Regions from separate parts of the Mus musculus genome. Here all the other regions are linked to region 1. A link is a contact called in public Hi-C and HiChIP or PLAC-seq data. All regions are on one chromosome and are shown on one strand. The core of a region is the stretch at or near the end of the contact, and the rest is flanking DNA. Distances in the headings are between cores, read along the strand shown. Region 1 holds the start of Hdac11 (histone deacetylase 11). Region 2 has its middle 94 kb from the start of Gm38860. Region 3 overlaps Wnt7a (wingless-type MMTV integration site family, member 7A).

The links. A called contact is a pair of places that touch in the nucleus more often than the background predicts. HiChIP or PLAC-seq counts read pairs in DNA pulled down with a chosen protein or histone mark.
Region 2: a contact with region 1 is called in a Hi-C map of the N1E-115 cell line, with 1.8 times the contacts expected there. The contact joins the enhancer-like site here to the promoter of Hdac11 in region 1. A contact is called at or near these places in 3 of 39 promoter capture datasets (cranial neural crest, hippocampal neurons and neural stem cells), 2 of 484 Hi-C or Micro-C datasets (B cells and the N1E-115 cell line) and 2 of 9 other capture datasets (embryonic stem cells and liver).
Region 3: a FOXA1 HiChIP or PLAC-seq map of pancreatic cancer cells shows a contact between it and region 1. The contact joins the enhancer-like site here to the promoter of Hdac11 in region 1. A contact is called at or near these places in 4 of 39 promoter capture datasets (embryonic stem cells, liver, maxillary cranial neural crest and 1 more), 1 of 115 datasets of contacts at active chromatin or transcription factors (pancreatic cancer cells) and 2 of 9 other capture datasets (adipose tissue and liver).

The regions. Positions count from the first base shown.
Region 1 is chr6:91,155,244-91,158,210 of GRCm38.p6, reverse strand. Hdac11 (histone deacetylase 11) reads right to left here and starts at 1,396. Exons shown (of 10, transcript NM_144919.2): 1 at 1,364-1,396; 2 at 666-814. The coding sequence starts at 1,365.
Region 2 is chr6:90,914,247-90,917,213 of GRCm38.p6, reverse strand. It overlaps a transcript of Iqsec1 not described here. Among named protein-coding and RNA genes, the nearest start is that of Gm38860, 94 kb to the left of the region's middle. Within about 2 kb of position 1,418, at least 5 of the 459 cell types and tissues checked have an H3K27ac peak or open chromatin away from gene starts, as enhancers often do. A contact at or near this core is called in the N1E-115 cell line, where this site is marked.
Region 3 is chr6:91,383,174-91,386,140 of GRCm38.p6, reverse strand. The region is part of intron 3 of Wnt7a (wingless-type MMTV integration site family, member 7A); the gene reads left to right. Among named protein-coding and RNA genes, the nearest start is that of Gm30437, 27 kb to the left of the region's middle. Within about 2 kb of position 1,555, at least 12 of the 459 cell types and tissues checked have an H3K27ac peak or open chromatin away from gene starts, as enhancers often do. A contact at or near this core is called in pancreatic cancer cells, where this site is marked.

The sequences.
Region 1 (2,967 bases), core at 147-2,646:
TAAGAGGGGCTGGCGCTCACTCCCAGCTGAGGGGGATGAAGAACCCTTCTGTTGTGCCACTGAAAGAGGCAGGAGCCCAGATGGGGGCAGAGGGCACCAGCAGGAAACCATTTGTGCAGTCAACAGACGTGCAAGGCTAGCATCCCAGCCTTATACCAACACCACACATCACCTGTGTGCTTTCTAGTCCATGACTTCCTTTGGATGTTCAGGCAGGTCCCTACAGCGGAGGGGGAAGCTGTACCACCTGCCGTAGATAGGAGGTCCCCCGAGGAATGAAAACAAACCCAACAGAAACAGCTATGTTATTAATGTCTAATTTGATCCTATTTTTTGCACGATGCAGACCTGGGAGCTTGCTCTAGATTTTTAGGAAGGGAGATAGGGATCTAACTGGAGGGAATACAAGACAGGTCCCATCTTGCTTAGTAGCCTGCCTGGAAAGACCCTTTAACAGCAAGGCAGAAGGCAGTAGGCAGTCTGGGGGCTGAAATCAGGTAAGGATGGAATGAACACAGGGATGGAGGAGGCAGATGTAGGTCTGAGGGGGTGATGAGGATAGGGAGAAGGAAAAAATGGAGAAGGTCGATGCAGGTCTGAGGAGGTAGTATGGATAGGGAAATGGAGGAGACACGTGCTAGTCTGGGGGGGGGGGCGGCTCTTACCTTTCAGGAAGTTGATCACCTTGCCCCATTTCCCAGCATCAAAGGGGTGCAGCTTCTCCAGGCCCATGAAGGTGATGTTGTAACGTGGTGAGTACACGATGGGCCAGCGTTTCTCTGGTACATGCTGGTACAGCTGTGTTGCGTGAGGCCTTCAACGTGCAAAAGAGACACACATATGGACAACAGCCTCCTTGTGGAAAGCAGTGTTCCCCTCCCCACTCACACCAGGTCACTTAACAACCAACAGGAATGAAAACAGCTCCTTCCTGAACCCTGGCTGGCTTTGATTAAATCAGCTTCCAACACAGTCCTAACAGCGGCTCTGGGGACCAGGTGTGCCCAAGGTCACATGCCAGTGCCAGGTGTATTCAGGAGTACTGGTGCCAAGGCCCAAGGCCTGCACGGGGGAAGGCGGGGTGTATGGTGTAGGGGCTGGAATGTGGCTGTCTCACGAGTTAGCTCACACATCTGTGAAGCTGGGAACAAAATGCGCTGGGGCGGGGGGAGGGGAGGTGAGTAGACCGCGACTGCAGGAGGCTGTGCCCTCCTCGCAGCCCTGCAGCCCACCGCGGTGCCCTGCAAAGGGGAGAACCACCGTTCGTCCGCACGGTCACCCAGCCCGCCCCCAGCTGTCCCGCCGTGCCCATGGGAATCCCCAGAACCCATGCTTGGCCCCACGCGCGACCCCGCACACTCACATCCCGCAGCCGGCCCTGCCTGCTCTGGACGCCACTCCGCACCGGGAGGGGTGGGAGGGGTGCAAGAGGCAGGGCCTACGCAGAACACACGCCTCCATGGCGCTGGGAGCTGGAGGTGGAGCTCTGGCCTGCAGCTGCGTCACAGACGACCGGACCGGCGCCGGCCAAGGAGAAGCACCCAATGGAGTGCCGCCTGGAGGGCGTGGTCATGCGCAGCTCCGCCCGCATTCCCAGGGTAGAAATAATCAGACACTTGGTTAGGTGATGTGACCACGGGCTTCTCTGCACTATGTGGTGGTCTGTTCTGGGCATACCAGCCCAGCTATATGTTCTTTCCTGCGGTGCATCCCTGCATTCCTGTACCATCTGTGGCTATTTCACCATGGTATAAACAGTCCCCCACTTATAAAATGCCTTGAACCTGTTTCCCTATTGTAGAACAGGTCTGGTGATCCTATTTTTAGGGTCCAGTCGTGAATATCTGAACGTATCTCCTGTCTCCATTCCCCCTACACCCTGACCCTGGAAGCTGACCGACAGCTGGGGCCCCAACAATGGAGGCCAGAAGAAGAGACAATAGGCCCCTGTTGACCCAGCTGTCTTCATCAACCAAACAGAAGCAGCTGACCAGAGAAGCAGCCAGGAACTAATATGGCAGCTGGGAGCCCAGGGGCCACAGGGTCATGTGAAGGGAATGGGCAACGTTTTTTTTTTTTTTGTTGTTGTTGTTTTGTTTTGTTAGGGCATGAGGTAGCATGTCACAGTGAAGATCAAAAGTCAGCTCTGGTCAGACAAGTTTTTCCCTCCACCTTTGTGTAGGTTCTAAGGATTGAACTCGAACTCTCTGGCATGAACACCAACAATATGTATCTGCCAGCCAAGTCTGATCGTTGTCTGACAGTTTGGAAGAATGCCTCTGATGTGCCTACTGCTAGGTAATTTTCAGAAAACAGGACATAAATTCTGAAAGATGCTGAGAAAAACTGCCCCTAGGAGTGTGAGCTCAGTCAGGAGTTACTGCCCCAGCCATGGGTAGTGGGGCTGACCCAGAGGAGACACTGCCTTCAGTTCAGAGGACAAAAGGCAATTTCTTGTTCTTAGTGGTTTGGGAGCGTTCCCATATCATGTGGCCTAGCCTATGTGTTAGGAGTTACAGACTTTGAACCATCGTAGATAAGACAGTGGCATTATGATTTAAAGTTGCTATAGACTTGGGCAGTTAGAAGAAATAGCATTTGCTTATTACAAACCGGGAGGGGAGTCTTCCTGATTCCTTTGGTATAATGAAGTTTGAGCCTATATTCAGCCCAGCCTGGGCTATCTGCCAGCACCCTGGTCTTGGAAGGTTGAATCTGTTTGCTGGGCTTTCAGCGCTAGGAGATGATGTTGACTGTGTACCTTCTGGGGAAGCTGAGAGACTCCAAAGATAACATCAGCTCTTACTGAGTGCCTGTCATTAAGACAGAGCTAAGCCAGTCCCCAGAGCCTCATTCACAATGAACTCTAAACACCCTGGAAGGCAAGTTTTATACAAGAGAAACTGAGGCAGAAAGGAAGAAAGAAAGAAAGAAAGAAAGAAAGAAAGAAAGAAAGAAAGGAAGGAA
Region 2 (2,967 bases), core at 169-2,668, 240 kb after region 1:
AGTGATATTTGTTGAGTGACTCTTATCAGGAGAGAGGTATCTGGGGTCTTTCTATGGTATTAGTAGATTTAAGGCCTTCTCCCTTTTCATTAATCAGATAAGGAAACTTTCGGTTCCCAGCAGGCCAGACCCTCTACACATTCCCATAGACAACATATGTTTGCAGGACTTTGGGAACTACTGACTCTCTCTCTTCCTAGGAATGTCCCCATTTGGGTCAAAGCAAGGTGAATACACTGCATATTAGCTAAGGATACTGAATGCTCACTGAAATTACACACCAAGATGTTCCTGGAGAAATGAGGAAAAGATGCTGGCCCTTACCTTTAAGGCTTTACATGTTGTCTTGTTTCTGCTACAGCTTCTCTGGGTGAACTGGAGTTCTCTAGTTATTGGGGCCCCTAAAATACTAATGAGTCCCCTCTTCCCAAGGATGACACACAAGACAAGAAGCTTAGTGGCCTGGCATTTGCTATCTGTGTGCCTAGGAGTAGGTCTGGGACTCAAGGTTGGCTGTCTTTCTCATGGTGGCTCAGTGAGGTGAAGCAACTTCCCACATATAGATGTGTGCCAGATTAGCTTAGAGGCCAAACTAGAGGTTCCTGAAGGCATCCAAGGCCTTCATTAGGGCAACTTACATCAACTGAAAACTTATTATGTGCTGGTGTCTGACCTCCCAGTATCTCACTGGGTCCTCACAGCTGGAGGTATTATAGTAATTTACATTGTACTCACAGGGAAACATATCTGGGGATCAAAAACCACTAATGACATTGGGTGGAGTTGGGATACAAGCCCTGGGTGTTGGTCTCCAAGGCACATATTCATTCACTCAACAGCTTTTCTTGTCTTTCATGGGACTGAGGCTTCTGGAGGTGAAGTGACTGCTCAAGGCGACACACAGCATGTGTGTGATGTTGCTGCACCTCATGATCATCTACTGCAGGATATTAAGGAGAGTGTGGGTAATAGCCTCCTTCCATTCTGATGAGGGAAATGCGGAGAGAAGAGGGGAGGAGCATGGCTACAGGGACCATAAGAGGGAAACAGATGCAGACCTGGACTGAGGCTGCATCCAGCTCTGGGAACTGGAGCAAAGCTGCAGCATCCAATATTGGCCTGTGCTTCTAGACTGCATGTACCCAGTCTGAAAGGAGGAGTGAGTTGTGGCCTAGCACTTTAAAAAGCCCCAGGACACGAGATGTCCCAAGTCCTGTATACCAGGAGATCTTTGAGGGGTTGGCATGTCTAATAGGGAACAGGAACAGCAGTGAGCTTCTAGCAGACCCAGACCCTAGGGTCATGGAAGGCAAGAAGATCCTCAGGATGCCTCTGGTCAGCTAGAGTAGTACCTACTAATAAACAGCAGTCTGAACTGTCCAGAAGGGAAGGCCCAACACAGCCTGCACTAAGGAGGTAGTGTGCCTGCAGAAGCCTCATGGAATGGATCTGCAGCTGGTCAGCAAATACTGCCTGGCGCTTTGGACCCAAGGGAAGAAATTCATTACAGGAAACTGCAGCACAGGCACGTTTAATCTCTGCTAATTTAACCATATTAGCTAGAGAAAGGGAAGTGGAGGATGAGGCTAAGTAAGGGAGAGGGAGGGAGGGAGAGAGGGAGAAGGAGGGAGAGACGAGGGAGGGGGAGTGAGAGGGAGAGAAATAGAGGGGGGAAGGGAGAGGGAGTGAGGGAGGAGGAGGAGGACGAAGGGAAGAAGGGAGAGAGGGATGCAAGAGCAAGCACCTGAACATGTACAGCTGTTTCCACTTCTTACCTCATAGTGCCCAGTGTGAACTAGGGTCAGGCAACAGGAGCCACTTAAGTCAGAGTCCAGGATCTAAAGATACAAGTTTTGGCCCTTTGACACAAGCTGGTTGACTCTTCTGAGCTGCATCAAGGAGCAATAGCCATCTAACTTAGGACAGATGACATTGGAGACACCAAGCAGCTTGCATGTTGTTGAGTCTCTGTGTTTCTCACTCCAATCTGGGAGCTGCACCTTTGTAATCATACTCTTGCTGGAGCCACCTTGAGAACACCAGCCCGGGGATAATGTTTTTCCGCAGCAACTACCTTCACCCTAGCCACTGATCAAATGTGAACTGTGATAGGCCTGGTCTTGTTGCTCTGTGTGACTTGAGGCCTTTTCATCCTGGGCTGCCTATGAATCTTCTAAGGGAAAGACAGTGAGACTCAGAGGGTAGATCTTGCTGGCTCATAGATATAAAGCAAGATGATATCAGGGTCTGGGTATAACCACCTGCCTTGCTTCTGAAAATTCAGAAACTTGTAGCCATCCCTGGCGGGTGTCATGCATGAACTGACTTGGGGAAGTGTTGAACATGATCCATGCAGGAAATCATGAGCCAGGAGTCGAGCAAAAGCTGCATTTGTTGAGTTCAGGCTCAGACATGAGAGAAAGTGTCCTCAAGTGGGTCCTGAACCAAGGTTTTTCCAAATGAGTAGTAATGGGCACCATGTGCAGAGGTATGCTGCTGAAATCGTACACTGAGGGCCCATAGAGTTCTAGGTCCTGGGGTAGAGGCAGCACAGTGGCCAGATCCTAGACTGTGTCTGTGGGCCTCAGAACTACTGTTTATCCCCTCAGAGGGGAATTTCAGAGAGGCTACAAGAGAGGTGTCCCTCTTCACGTCATTTTCCAGCCATTCCTGCTCAGTTACTCGTTGAGTGCTGTCCTATCCTTGGTTAGCATATGGCATCTACTCACTTTATATTACTACATACAGTTGTACCCACCTCTCTTTACTATGCTTCTGTCTACCACAAACATTTGTCTAGACTTTAAACCCAAAAGGTTTGGCAAATGAATTGATTGGTAAGTCACAGAGAGATATCCTCGGTAGAAATATTTGTTTATTCATTTATTCATGGTGCATTTATTGGGCACCTGATGCCTGTCACTCTGGGGTACAGTGGTGAAAACATTCTCCTCTCTGGACCTTATG
Region 3 (2,967 bases), core at 306-2,805, 230 kb before region 1:
CCAGTGACATCATTTTCTTCTCTACTTCCACAAGCTTGGCCATTCTGGGTACTTCACATTAGCTAGATTGAAGTGTTTTCCTTCCGTGTCTGACTTGAACTGGCCTCGAATCTTAGGAACTCTCGTGCTGGAGGTGTGACTTGTATATCAGCATCCCTGGTCCTCATGGTGACTCTGTCTGGTTCCTCTGCCGGGCCCTAGTGCCCAGACAAGGAGTGCAGCCTCTGGGTTGGGCCAGGAGAAGGATCTAGGCCTATTCTGGATTTAGAGACTATTTTTCCGAGGGCCTGTGGGTGAAGAAGCAGGGAAGGATTGGCCCCTGGGTCCAGCTTAGACCACATCAGGTCTGTGGTAGAGAATGGGAGGCGGGATCATGATGAAGATGAGAGTCTAGGGAGAAAACGAGGCTGCTGATACCAAGGGAGCTCAGGACAGGTCAGAAGGGACTGGCCATGGTCAGGGTGGAGGGTGCTTGTGCTAGGGTTTTCCCCTGCATCGAATGACATAGCTGGGGCTGTGCCCAGCTGGCTCCTGTCACTGATGCCACAGTGATAACCATGACCAGCATCCAGGGAAAGAGGGATAAGATAAGAGAGGAGTGGAAAGCAGTGACAGGACAGGGCAGCTCTTCCTGGAGAGACTGGCAATGCCTGAGGGTCCCCAGCCCCCACATTGCTCTGGGCTGCCAAGGCTGCCTCCACTTAATCCCATGCAGACACGACAGCCTACGCTTAGCCCAGAGAATTTCTGAACACCATGGCTCCGAAGGAACTTAGGCCATTCTTCCAGGAAAAAGGTGACTTTAGTGAGAGGTTGCTGTCCCTCGGGCCCTCAGGTTCAAGCTCAGGTGAAGCAGTCACAAGGCCCTTGTCAGGGGAGTTGATACAGGCGGACATAAGGTTCTCTGTTGGGGGACACAGGCAAACCTAATATCGGCACCAAAAGTACAATCTTCATTTAATCCCTACAACTGCTAGCCTCTCGCCTGGTCACAGGTCTGCCTTACCTACTTTATGCATAGGAAAATGGAGGTGAGGAGAGGTAATGGAGCCCAAAGCTGCACAGCTCGCAGGCTGTCCTGGAATGTGAACTCAAGCCGGATCCAGACTTATCAGTGTCCGGGGCTGTCCCCATTCAATCCTGATATCCCACGAATGATTCCACAATATTATCCAAAAGTTCTGGAACCTTCTAAAGAAGCTTTGGTCTTCTGCCCCTAAGACCCTACTCTAATCACCTGGAGATTGAGGGTCATTCAGGTACTGTGTCCTGTCTTGCTCTGTTCATGGGGCTCTGAACATTGTAGGTTGAATAGAAGGGGACACTTGGAGGGCAGAGGAAATAACTGTTTTAGAGGTTGTATGCATTGTCCCTTGAAGCAGAGTTCTGTTGCTTCACAGCCAGCTCAGGGCTGGACAGAGGGCAGGCTGGGAGCCATGAGCCCTCACTTGCAGTGTCTTTCTCACTCTGCTAGGCAAGCATGAGCTTTAGCCTAGTCTCTGCCAGAGCCCAGACTGGCATACCCGTGATGTGGTGGCATAATCCAAGGGCTAGTGTGGGCTGCAGGGTTGGGATTGCTGGTCTCGTTCCTATTCACAGTGTGTGCTGCAGTTCATTCATCTGGACTTGGCCTTGCTGCTTCTGGCCAGAGTACCCATAAGGCTCTCAGTTTGATTCTCTGTGCCATCTCTTTCCATCTGTGTACCTGGGGGCTCATCTCATAGAGTGTCACTAACCAAATGATCAAATGAACTGCAAGTGTTTACGGTCACACTGTTAAATAGTCTCCATAAGTCACACGTGACTGTCTGAACAGACTGCAATTAAGTATGATGAAAATTTAGTCCTTTGGTCCAGGTTTCTAGTGTGTGGTGGCTGCATGTGGCTCATGGCTAGCATATGACTTCTGTGGTACAGGAGGTCACCTAGACAGCTGGTGGTCATGGGGCATTCAGAACTTAGCATTATTAGAGAAACTTGGGAAGGCCTAGGTAGCAGGCCACCTTCCTGGCCTCCAGGACCAGCCATGTGATTTCTGCCAGAAAGGCTCCCCCCATGTGGCTGGTCCTGGCAGGAGCTTACTGGAAAGTAACCAGGGGAGGGGAGGGGCAGCATGGGGAGGCTTAGTCACTCCACAGTGAGACCACGTCAAAATGTGCTCATTGGTCACATAATTCCTTCTTTGTCCTCAGAAGGAGGACTCGAACTCAGGCTGTTATCAAGTCAGTGAAGGAGGGCATTCAGCAGAAGAGGATATGAGAGAGCTAAGAGGCATGGCATGGTCTGGGAGGATAGGAAGAACAGGCTCCTAGGAGCCCAGCTGCCACTTCTTCTGATCCTGGACACTTGTGTCCTTTGCAGAAAAACTCAAGTGTTGTAATATCCCTGAAGAGAACTTTCTGCCTAGCCAAGGGAGACTCACCTGCAGTTTGCATCTGAACCAAGAGAGATAGCTCAGGGAGTGTCTGCCATGCATAGGGAAGGCTTTCCCTGATCCCCATGGGATGATATGTCACCTGCCCACTTCATGGATGTAGGGGAGGTCCAGGCAGCAGATAGAGGAACATAGCATATCCCCCTGGGGGTGGGGTTCTCCTGATACCAGAGTCTCCAGGGCAGCATGACCTGGGTATTAACTGTGAACAATGCCAACCTCATCTGCTCCCTGCATGGTACCATATGTCTTCTCTCAAGACTGGAAATACCACGTGTGCTTGTTCCAGTCCACAAGTACCTCACAGCTACTCTCTTATCACAAGAGAGGGCCTGTGGTTATCCTGCCACAGGAGAAAATTGAAGTATTGAATGACTGAGTGGCAAGCTTGAGGTAGCCCAGTTACCTACCTTGGCATGCCACATTCTGCCCATCCCCCGTATACCTGTTTCTCAGGTATGTGTGCATGTATGGAGTTTAGATGGTGAGGTTGGGATGTTGCAGTCACAATGACTAACAAGTTACACGTACTT